Linked DNA regions of Anser cygnoides: region 2 is linked to region 1. The links are chromatin contacts, called in public Hi-C maps. All regions are on one chromosome and are shown on one strand. The core of a region is the stretch at or near the end of the contact, and the rest is flanking DNA. Distances in the headings are between cores, read along the strand shown. Region 1 holds the start of VIPR2 (vasoactive intestinal peptide receptor 2). Region 2 overlaps ZMYND11 (zinc finger MYND-type containing 11).

Region 1 (5,946 bases), core at 952-3,451:
TTTTAATTTCTTTTTGTTCATTATTTTTTCCCTCAACAGCTGGCACTGAACGGTGCTATGTTTAAGTAAAAAGAACTTTAACCACACTTTCCAGGCTTCATCTGTGAATGATTTGTATTCTCTTCAGGAAAAAAAAAAAAAAAAAAAAAAAAAAAAAGCACTCAGCCATATCTAAACAAAATCTTAGTATTTGATGCATCTCTTTCATCTGTTGCCTCTTTCATGTCAAAGAGTCATCATTAGGAATAGTGACAGAAATAATAACCATTGTTATGGTTGTTGTTGTTGATGGTTGGGAAATATCTGATAATTTTTCTTTTTGTCCCATAACGCTGATTCTTTGAAAACAAAACATGACAAAAATCTGGTTCTGGACAACCTTCTGACAGAATGTATATAAGTTTCAAAAATTCTTTGCCAGTTCTGGGACATGGGGACTGCCTTATACCCAAGATACGAGTTTCTGTCATTCAACAAAAGGAGTAATGATGACAGTTCCCAAGACTGTTTCTACACAGAACGTTAACACTAATTTGTTAATTGGTTTCCCAGGCTACTCAGCTTCAGCAGCCTAATGAATCATTTGCTCAAAGAATCAAACACTGGGATTTGGTGTCTGGCATCCCTTGTGTCCTCAGCTGCTGGGGGAGTCCAGCTGGTGGATAGTCTGCCTGATAGCTCCTCTACACAGGGACTGCTGTTGGGTTTACTGCTGTACCTGAAGTACCTGAAGTACCTGAAGAGCCTTGACACACAGAAATTTCACCCAGAGTGGTTGCATTTAATGACTGCTTTCTTAGACATTCATCTCACAAAGTGCAAGAAATAACTTCTAAAGAAAAAGATAGTAAGGATTTTCCAAAACCTTGAAATAATAAGACATCAGATTCCTGTAATAGGGAAAAAATAGATAAACTGTCCTGAGATTGCTATTTCGGAAAGCCGTATAGCTCTTAAGAAAGTGCTAAGAGCACCCCCAGCCAGCATATGTCAGCAACCAGGAGTCCAAAGGGGAACCCTGGACGCTGGTCTCAGGAATCAGGGGGGATGCAATGTGCAATTCTTCATTTCCAAGAGGTTTGACCTGGGATTCTGCCCTGGAGTCTGAGAGCTAGCGGCATACCCGGGTTCTTCTCCAACCCAGCTGTTTTAGGAGTAGGCGCAATTTGACATTTCAGTTCAGCTGTCCTGCACAGAACAAAGTCAATCTGAAGGGGTACAATTTTCTGCTGTAATGAAAATATTTTCATTACTTGATCATATGCCATCCTAGAAAAAGGTTTTATTTCTACATTAATATGTCCCTCTGCTCTCAGCATGCAGGTCATAACACTGTTCATTACAGTTTGTAGTGTTTCTTTTTAATGATATCGCAGAGGTTATAATCAGATCTATGTTCTTAAAATATGAAGGGAATTTTCTCAAATACATTAAAAAAATATGAAAATTCTCTTCAGCTTTGTCCCAGAAGTGTCCTTGGCTTTGCTTATAGCTAATTATTTTGGGTGGCATAAGACTATTTAGAAGTCTTATGTTGCCTACTGAGCCCCTTTCAGTATATACCACTGAAATTACAGCACATGTGAGACAGCAGAAAGATAAATCTAATTTATTCTCATTCTCAGCTAAAAGCCAGCACATGAACTCTGCTTTTTCTGTGACAATAGACATGGATTAACATGATTCTCACTTTATTATATATTGTAAATGCCTTGTGAGGCAAAAGCAATATCTATACCCCAGTATAAACTGCCCGGCAATCTTACAAAGTTGCCTTAAAACATTGTGCTGTATTGACACCTCGAAAAAAAAACAGCTAGGGGGCACGAAAGGTTTTGTAATACAGTTGCTGATCTGCCCAGGGGTCTCTTGGCTGACCCCACATCACCGTGTAGGTTTGTGTGTGCGTGTCTGCTCCGGGGGGACCGGGCCCGATCGCCTCGGTGTTTTGACAGGCAGCAGGGATCCCAAAATCCCAAAGCTGGCACCGGTGCCCCGGCACACCGTCGGGACGGGCACCCGGGACCCTCAAAAAGAAGCCTGAGGGGGTTTCTCGGGCTCCTGGAGGCTGGCAGCGAGGGGCGAGCGCTGCCCACAGCCCCATGGCGGCGCGGGAGCACCTGAGGGGCGGCGGGAGCGACCCACACCTCATGAGGGGAGCGGGAGCGGCGGCAAGGGGGAGGAGGAGAAAAGCCAGCGGCGGAGAGGGGCTGAAGAGAGAAGCGGGAGGGAAGCGAGCCGGGGCGTAGAGGAGGAGCTGAGAGGCGGCGGGCAGGGACTCGGCGGGGCCGGGAGCTGACGGCCGCCGGAGCGGGCGGCGGCGGGGGCAGGTGCGGGAGCTGCCTTCAGCCGCAGGGCGGCGGCCGCCCGCGGGGCGGGGGGCTCGGCTCGGCGCCCCGGGCAGCGGCGGCCCCCGGGCCCTATGGTGCCGCGGCGGGACCCGGCTCCTGCTCGCCGCTTTCCGAGGGGGCCCGCGGAGCGGCGCGGGGCAGCGGAGCCCAACGGCGCTTGGCTGGCATGAGGAACCTGCCGATCCTCCTCCTCCTCCTCTGCTGGAGCCTGGGGCGGGTAAGTCACCCTGCGGCGGGAGGGTAGCGCTCGCCCCTCGCTCCGCACCGCCAGCCCTGCCCCGTCTGCCCCGCTCCTGTCCCGGAGCCGCCTGTGGCGGTTCCCTCACAGCTTCCCCTGTCCCCCTGAGGGGGCTCCGAGGCAGCCGTAGCAGGTGCGAGGGACCTCGGCTGGGCAAACTCTCTCCGGGCGGGAGATACGCGACTTCTGCCGCTGTAATTGCGGAACGGCGAATGATCCCCACCCATCCACAGGGATTTGGGGCTCCTCAGCCCCGCCGGCACCCCGGCAGGTGGCGGTGCCGGGGGGACCCCGCGCCCCCGGCCGCTCCTCAGGGGCCGGGACGGCTCCTGCCCCGGCCGAGCTGGGCTGAGGGGAACGGGCGGCGGGGCCGGACTCCCCGGGCCGGCGGCGGTTGGGTCTTGTTCCCGGTGGTTGTGGCTTCTTCCCGGTTATTGTGGCTTGTTCCCGGTAGCTGTGGGTTGTTCTCGGTTGTTTTAGTTATCTCGGCTGTCCCCGAAAACTACTTCACCGAGAGTTTCTGCAGACACCGCAGAGCATTGCCTTGGTACGGTCTAGAGGGTCATTAGCAATTGTAGTACGTGCACAGTTAATTCCTCTGTAATATTAACATAAAAAAGCATTCAGAATATTAAAATAGTTTCTTTTAAGGTATCTTCCTTCAACATCTCTATATTTTTAAGTGTTTCTTCAGTTGTAAGAAACTTCGGTTTCTTGCAGTCTTTAAAAGTCTACAATGTTTCCAAAAACATGACCTCAAATAAAATAATAATAAAAATCTACCCTCTGAATCTTACCGTTTTGTTACTGTAAATTTAAAATCTGAGACCATTTCCAACAAGAGTTGGGAAAACATGCTGAAGGTAAATGTAAACTACTTGTCAAACAAAATGTTTTTGCCAACTGATTGCTATTCTGGGTGCCTTAAAGGTTGTTCAGCCACTAAGAATGCTGAGAGACTCTTCAGCTGGATTTCCAAGTCCCTGTGTACCTTTGTAATACACACTACAGTGCACACAGGTCTGTAATCACTACTTACAAAGAATAGCCTACACTTGGTAAAGCAGAAGGAAAGACAGATACGCATATCTGGCTGGCCCTGAAGGCTGGTGAGTGCCCTCAAAATTCATTTTGGGGTTCTCGATGTGTTTCGGGACACCATCAGTGCCACACAGGACTGAGCCCTAAATCTCCTTAGCTGGGTGAAGTACATCTGAAGGAAACTGGGCTGTGTATTGGAACAAAGTATGTTACGGTTTGGCATGCATCCCGTATTTGAAAAGTAATATTGCATTACCTTAGGGTAGTACCAAATATATGTTCTCGAAGTAATCTTCAATATTAGATCACCGGTAGTGGGAAAGTTGTGGTTCTTTTCTAAGTACTTATTTTGCAAATTTCATTCACGGAAGTAGCTGCTTTGATTTACTCCTCATTTATTTAACATTTCCATTAACTGGAATCCACCTTTCCAACACCCATTAATTCTTATACTTTTTGATGAGTAGGAGGTCTACTGTCAGCTAGTGAATGCTTGCAATTGACAAAATAACATTTTTTTTTTTTTTTTACAAAATCTGTTATATGGAAGGAAAATGCATTAAAAGTCATTATGTTTACATGAGCCTTTTATTCTAAGTAGGAGCTATCTGGAAAGCACATAATACATAACAATATGCAGTTATTTTCAGTTTAACTCTGAACTTTCTACGATAACTGCTAGGAATCCTAATTTAAGTTAAGGATTTGTAAAAATTCCTTTAAAAAAATACCTGCCCAGAAAGCTTATAATTTAAATAGTCAAAATATGGAAAATGGAAATAAGGTTCTGTTTTCATAGATGATGAAATGACAAACTTTGAGGAGAAGAGACAGATTTCTGGAGTTTCCGTAGAAAACATCTCCTGCTGTTATCTTACAGTTAAGCTACGTTATGTTATGCTTATGGTTATCACGGTGTATTTTTAAAAGCTGTGCAACTGGCTTGCCCACAGGGAGCCCGTGGAATAACCGGGCTCTCAGTCCGAACTCCGGTCCCAGGTTCCAGGTCCCCAATCACAGCTTCATTAAGTATTGCAATTTTGAAAAATAGTGTCTGATGAATCAGAGACTATTACCAGATCCTGCTATTAAAGGTCTCCCAGAAAAAGTAAGAGACACCACCCTTTCCTCTGTAGCTAAAAGTGTGAGGATGACTGAAGTACAGCATATTCGTGTTTTATTTCATTATGATCTCTGTGAATCCCACTGATGTCAGCATAGCTTCCTAGTGTCTTGTTTCTCTCCCCATCTATATCCCTGTCTCTTCCCATGGACATAAATAAATAGGGGCAGGGCCGTACGTGAGTAAAGGCAATATTGTGTTCATTTAAAATAAAATCTTTTTTTTTTCTTTTTTTTTTTTTTCTCCTGTGTAGGACTTGCTTGAATCAAATAATCATGCTCTGAGGCCTTCATGACATAAAATATACATGGTGGAAAAGGGAAGAAAATCAAAATTTACCATGTCAAAGATAATGCAGTTTGATTTGGTTTTATGTTCTGTGTTTACGTTCTTGCTTCAGTTTAACTCATTGTTTTGTTGGAGGAAGAAAGTATTGGCAAATGCACTAGAAGGTTAAATATTTTCTTGTAAACGACAGTTAACCTTAAAATGCTACAGGCAGGAATTAGTGAATGCTCTAGTGCATTATTTTAACCTTTTGTTTTGAAAAGTCAGTGTGTGAGAAGCTAAAATGGGCACCGTTTGTGTACGTAAAATGTTGAGCACATACTTAGGCAAAAACAGTATCAGTTTAAGTTGTGGATTTCGTTATTAGTAGTTGGATCCTTTATAAAGCATTTTAATTCGTGTCTCAAGACCCTGGCCCATTTGTTAATTTGACACAGGTGAATGGTGTCCATCCAGAATGCAGATTTCATTTGGAGATTCACAAGGAGGAAACAAGGTGCATGGAACTTCTAAAGAATGCAAAACCACTGGACTACAAAGGTAAGAAAAGATGAGCTGTAATGTTGAGACAACTGGAGTATTGAGGTTTTTCTCCCTTTACCTTCTTTGCTAGCTCAATTGCAGTTGTCATATTTCTTTGTATTGTGCTTATAATTTATATGTATTTTAAAATGCATTAAAAAAAAAAAAAGCTTTAAAAAGCTTTTTGCCTTAAAATTACAGCCACAGCAAATATGTGGTGAGAGGTGTGCTGGGCTAGGCATGCTAGATGGGAGAAAATATGCACTGATGTTTTAGGCTGTTGCTGCTATTATTTTTCACAGGCAGAAAAGCTGCAGGGTGGTTCTGATAGGACCAGCAGAAAGAGCAAGTCTGAGGAAAAGTTGAAAGTCTTGGATCCAAGT
Region 2 (5,946 bases), core at 942-3,441, 200 kb before region 1:
ACTTTAAACAAAACCCCAAAGCAATAGCTATTTCTAAACAAATTTTCCATTGTTAATCTACCTGTTCCTTTCTGTCTTTTTCAGGCAGCATCCGAGCTTTTCCTATCCAAGCTTTTTGAATACACGAGCTTTGCTACAGGTAATTGTTAAAACTTTGCAGTGCATTTTTCAGTCTTGATGATTCACAAATGTAATAAACTACTGTAGGGGTGCACTATCTACAGCACTCCTGTCCTCCGGTACAAAACCTGATGGAAATGCTTCTTACTTATACATTTGCTCTAAACAGCTACTACACCCTTAAATGATTGGTCTGTTCATCGACACTTCTCTCAGAGCATAAATATCTGAAACTGTGTCCCATACTAAAGCACTCTGAAAGAAGCACGGACAAGATTAGGTGCGAGAGCCCTTAAGAACTGTGGAAATGCTAAACCACGTTCAATTTTGAAGTGTCTCCCACTATCCACTGCTTTTGCACTGCTGTTGAACTTCCAAGTGACTGCTCTGTAATAAAAGTTTCACAAAATGTGCCTGTTCATCTATGGAGCTGGACAAGGCAGATCCGTATTCCTTCCTTCAGAGGAAGACTAGCAGTTAGGCACCTAGTACACGCACAGTTGCCTCTTTTTTAAGCATGCTGTATCTCACTGGGTACAGTCCCCAGTAAGAAATCTTACCACGAATCACTAGCAGATGTCTTGGTTTTCAGTCAGACAGTAGAGTGTATTAAATACTACCTGGGTCTAACAAATGCAACGCGTCATGGAGCACCATTCCCATTGTCTTCGAACACAGTGGAGACACTGCATATGTTTTTCTCCACAGGTCCTAGCCTGCTGTGAGAGCAGTCTTCCTCCTGCCCTTTGGGTCAGCCTTCTCTTCATGACACAACATCCTCGGCTCCATCTATTTCTCAGTGAGCAAGAATCCTCCTGTAAACTTGCATTCAGTACCCCACTGAATCTGCTCTTCTCTTTTCTTCATCACAACGATGGGTAAGGCTCAGAACTGAAGAAGGCAAGATTAATTGCTTGATGGCTCCGAGGACTTATCCATCTCTGCAGCACATAAATAGTGAGCTAGCTGTTTAATAAAGTATTTCCCTTTTATCATTGCTGTACAGGATCCATACTTGATCAGGATGATTGCTTTACAGTGATAAAGCTTCTTAGATCATCCCATGTTTTACATTTAACGTTAGAGTAAATTCAGCATCAAAGTAAGCTCATTTTCTCCCCAGTAGTTTCCTTGTATATATGTATTTACTAAACACATTGGCTCCTGTTTTGCTTGGTATTTTTTTTCCTGCTGCTTTTGCTCATCAGAAGTGCTCAGCAAATAAGCAAGCATCCATCTCTCCTTCAAAGCCAAAAAGATGTCAGCAGCTAGAATCCCTTTATGAAAATTGTTTCACTTTATCTTCTCCTTCCTTTTCTAAAACCCTACTGCAGCAAGTAGCTACAATGATCTGTGCTTTTACAGACAGGATAATCTGTCCATTGCAAATCAGTTGCCTTTTTATAGATCCTTTCCTTTGATGACCTGGGCTTCATCTTTAAAATGGATTTCCACAAACTGACTTTGTAGGACACTTTGTGGTATTCATTACTTACACTTTATCACAAAAAGAAATCCAAAGCAATAATGACTTCATATGTCCTCACAACTACCTAGTCATCTTGCTTAACCTCAAGTACTTTATTTATTTATTATGGCTCATTTTATACGGATTTTCAGAATATCAGCCAACAACTAATTTGTTCCATTATTTTTAATTTCTCTCACTTTAGAGATCATTTTTATCCTGAAAAGAACATAAAATCATCAGTCAGGAGACAGACCAAAATCTCTTTCTCCGTAATATGTATTAAACACAGATGCGTTTATAGGCTCGTGATAATCCATTTTCGTTTTCTTCACTGATAACTGCTTCCAGTTCTGATGCACACATGCAAGAAGACTCAGGTTCTGCAGTGAATTCCAGAGCCTCTCCGTACTCTTTTGGCTTTCGTTCACTGAGTTTAATCTGCAAGCCCAAGTTTGTCTAATTAATTTATTGCCAGTTTGTCTTAGAAGTCTTCTGTTTCTGGCAGAAACCGCCGAAATCTTCTCTGGATGCCTGCCACGACAGGTAGATTTTTATTCCCTCTCCTATCTTGTATTTATGTTCTGGCCAGTTCAAGGTGATTGGCTCCAAAGTACAGAGCCCGTCTCTAACTCCCAGAGCTAATGAAGACGGGAACTTTTTCCAAGAAGTGTAGTAGCATGCCAGCAGCCAAAACAACTGCTAAAATCCCTCTGTGTTTATCTTCTCAGCCTATGAGCTGTGTTCCTGAAGCAATGAATAAATCTCAGTTTCCCTCCCCAGAAGATCATGTTTGGGTAGCAGTAGTATATATTATTTGAGGTGAGGCAATGCGAACATTCTCCTCCAGGATATTAGAAATAGAATATGATCTTAAATGAAAATAATTTTTTTCCTTCTTCGCGTTCCAAGTGAGTTCAAGGTTAATAGAAACTTGCAACTTATCTGCTCAGAAACTGGATTCACTTCTGCTATTAATGTCACCATTTTTTACTTAGGTTGAACCAAGAGGAGGTTTGTAGGCTGTTTTCATTAGGGAGATAAATCAGTGATGGAGTGAAGTATTTATTAGGTGCAGTGCCTTTTATTTCCACATATTTTTATTATGTATGTGAAGGTTTTGTTCTTTTTTGACACAAGATGAATCCAGATCAGGAAAAAAGAAACAAAAAACAAAAACCAACCATTATTTCCTTGTAGTTCCAAGCCTCTTTCCAAGAAGCACTGTGCACAAAAGGGCTCGCCCTCCACTCTTCTTTCTTAGCATATGTTTACATTGCTTTCCTGGCCATATCTTCTCCATGAGATTTTGTACTGTTTTTCTAGTTGATGTTTCTCCACACACAGTTTCCTCAAACAATAGTCCAACCTTTTTTATCTGAACCAACAACAAAACTTCCTACATAACTCCAACTTCTTGTCTTTTTCCCCTGTGTCATAGGTGTGGCTGGTACGGCTCCAGCTGTCAGTGATATGAAAGAATGAGGTCTGCATTTATTGTGAATGAAGCATGAATGTTAATAAGTTAATCAGCTTCAACAAAGCTTCATTCAGTGACCAGCATGGCATCACAAGAACCAACGTAACTGCCAGAGATGCACAGCAGTTTGCATCCACAAACTGAATGAAAACAATGCTACCATGTTGGCACAAAAGAAGTGAATAGCAACAACAATAAACAAACAAACAAAAAACACAAAATGCACATTTTCAGAACAAGCTCAAGATGGGCTGGTCTAAGTCATCTAATCTATTAAAATAATTTGAGTCCCATGGGGGAAGCGTTATGTGCACTAGTTTGACTAGTCTGCTTCAAACCTGGAAGTAAACTACCATTCTCCTGAACACCCTTTCAGGCAGCAAAAACATTTTGTGAAATCTGTGAACAACAACATCAGTATCTCAACTACAGAGCAGTGAGTGAAAACCTTAAAGAAGAAAACAGCACTAGACTGACTGAATTTTTAACAGTCAAGTTGGTAAAGCTGGGAGATGCAAGCGAAGATGCTGATGGGATTGTTTCACCAGTTTAAAAGAAGTATCATCTCTTAGCTATGCAATTAGGTGGACTCTTTCACTATTATCTTTGGTAGTGTGAAGATCCTCAAACAATGTGAGCTTCTGCACTGACATTCGGTAGGTACAGGTACTCTCTTTTTAGGGGATGAAAACTAAGGAGGGTTTGGAGGGAAGAAGAGTGGAGGGAAGAAATACTCCTGAATGCACAGGAAAAGAAAAACAAAGTTGGAAAAGGAATGCACAGAATTGTTCATGATTCTTAACCTGTCTGGGGAAAGAAAGGCCACTGGAAGGACAGTGAGGCCATTCTCATGCGTTACATGCTAATAGTCTTAAAGTAAAGACAAAAGAGGGCCTTGGGTTTAACACAAGAGTATAATATTTCTCATCAATAAAGTGGGAGTTCGGAGGTCCACTTTGCTTCTCAAAGACAAAATAGTCTATGCTTTGATTTGATGACTTGAAAAAATTTGTTTTTTCTGAACTTTCACAAATCCACACCAGGATATTACATTAGTGGACACTTATTTTTGCTCAGTAATAAGTATAATTTTATGCTAGTGCACTTTATGATAATAATTTCCTAGAAAATCCTTTGCTTTTAGTGCACAGTGATTGATATGATGCTGTTCTCTTGGCAAAATAAGCTCTGAATGATGGGACCTTAAGAGGATGAGAAGACAGACAGCAAAGAAAGAGTCAAAGAACCCCAGATGCTCATTTCCCTTGAGTGCCCTTGTGTGACCATACTGATAGGTGCCCTGAGCCTCAAAGTCTCCTCATACTTTCCCTGAGGTGTTGAATAAGAGATGGAAGCCAGTCTGAACTTTTCTCTCCCTAAACTACATTCATTAACTCTTTGGATCAGTGCGTAGCAGATGTAAAGAACACTGGTTCTTTCAAAATAACTAAGAATCTCTCTGGAAAGTTCCAGCCTGGAAAATCCCCAATTGCTTACAACATGAGAGGAACAATAACTGTCATGGTTTGGGCTGTGTTTGGCTTTGGATCAGTGAATTCATACAGGACTTCAGATTCAAGGCAATACAGATGGAGAAGACAAATAGATTTTTTTTTAAATATTGAAGAAAATTTTTCTTCATTTGGTATGACATGTTCTTCCTCTTTGTGCTCTCTGGTAGTAAGAGCATTCATGATGAAACCACGGGCTGTCACTATTGCTGTTTCATATTATCCTTCTGCCCCTAAGTGAAACGAATGGGATGCACATTAAAATCATTCCTCAGCCTAGTTAGTTAGAAGCCCCTCGTATGCTAGCAATAACTGGTAGCTATGTAGCTGTTTTGTTTTGTTTTAAATTTAAAGTGGAATTGATGCCGGAAAAGGTTGAAACCCTCACAGTGACCATTCTTAAGCTTTTCACAATTATCTTCATATTTATGGAGAGACTCAAGATGACATAGCCAGTTCAAAACAGCTTCTGGCTACCTAGCATAGAAAAATCAATACAATTACAAAAGCAATTAAGCATAGCAAGCAAGAAACCCAGACGTTGCTCAATCTAAAGCAACTTACATTAACACAAACATAACAAACAAAATACTCCTTTCCTGTAGATTGATCCTAGCAAAAATGAAGCGGCAGCACATCAAATCACAATAATCACTGAGTGTGTGCCTAGGGTTAACAAAATAACCTGCAAAACTCACGGTGCTGGCAGTGGGTTACGACAAAGGTTAAAATGATGGTAAAGCAGACAGTGTGAAGAGATGGATTATTTACACAGACTCGAGACTTGAAAGTATCCGGAGTTACTTGGAGCAAGCACCAGTACTTTCTAAATACAAAATATCAGAAAATCCCCAGTATGAGTTAGCAAGTTCTGAATACAGGACTGGGGAAAATCACATTCTTCTAAGGTTTTCTTTGAACAGGAAAGCAAGCAAACTGCCCCTCCAAATCGCATGCTCTTCCACTAAACTAAAAAATCTTTACAAGGGAAGAATTGGAGAGACAACAATTTAGAGATTTGGAGAGGACCAAGTGCACAGAAAAATAATTGCAACTAAAGCCCAAAGTCAGACTTAACTGGCCACAAGAGTTGCTGGCTCTTTCCATAAGCAATCATTTAAATGATCAGAAAATAGACCTCTATAAAAGAGCGATCTCTCAAAAACATGAGTACCTTTGATTTATTTTGGCAGTGAAGAAACAGCTCCAAGTGCCTTAACTAAGTGTGAAGCCATGCTCTTCACATCTCAGTAGAGAATTTGGCCACTACGAACTTTAAACCACAGCAGTGCTATGAGATAAGTTGCATTCAAATGCAAACAGTGGAACTTGTGTTACTAACAGATCTCCATTTTAGAAAAACACAA

Evidence for each region. A called contact is a pair of places that touch in the nucleus more often than the background predicts.
Region 2: a contact with region 1 is called in a Hi-C map of granulosa cells, with 1.7 times the contacts expected there. The contact joins the enhancer-like site here to the promoter of VIPR2 in region 1. A contact is called at or near these places in 2 of 7 Hi-C or Micro-C datasets (granulosa cells and liver).

What each region holds. Positions count from the first base shown.
Region 1 is chr2:10,945,951-10,951,896 of Taihu_goose_T2T_genome, reverse strand. VIPR2 (vasoactive intestinal peptide receptor 2) reads left to right here and starts at 2,201. Exons shown (of 14, transcript XM_048050545.2): 1 at 2,201-2,568; 2 at 5,479-5,581. The coding sequence starts at 5,558.
Region 2 is chr2:11,150,101-11,156,046 of Taihu_goose_T2T_genome, reverse strand. All of the region lies in intron 3 of ZMYND11 (zinc finger MYND-type containing 11), which reads right to left. Among named protein-coding and RNA genes, the nearest start is that of ZMYND11, 70 kb to the right of the region's middle. Within about 2 kb of position 2,191, at least 1 of the 3 cell types and tissues checked has open chromatin away from gene starts, as enhancers often do.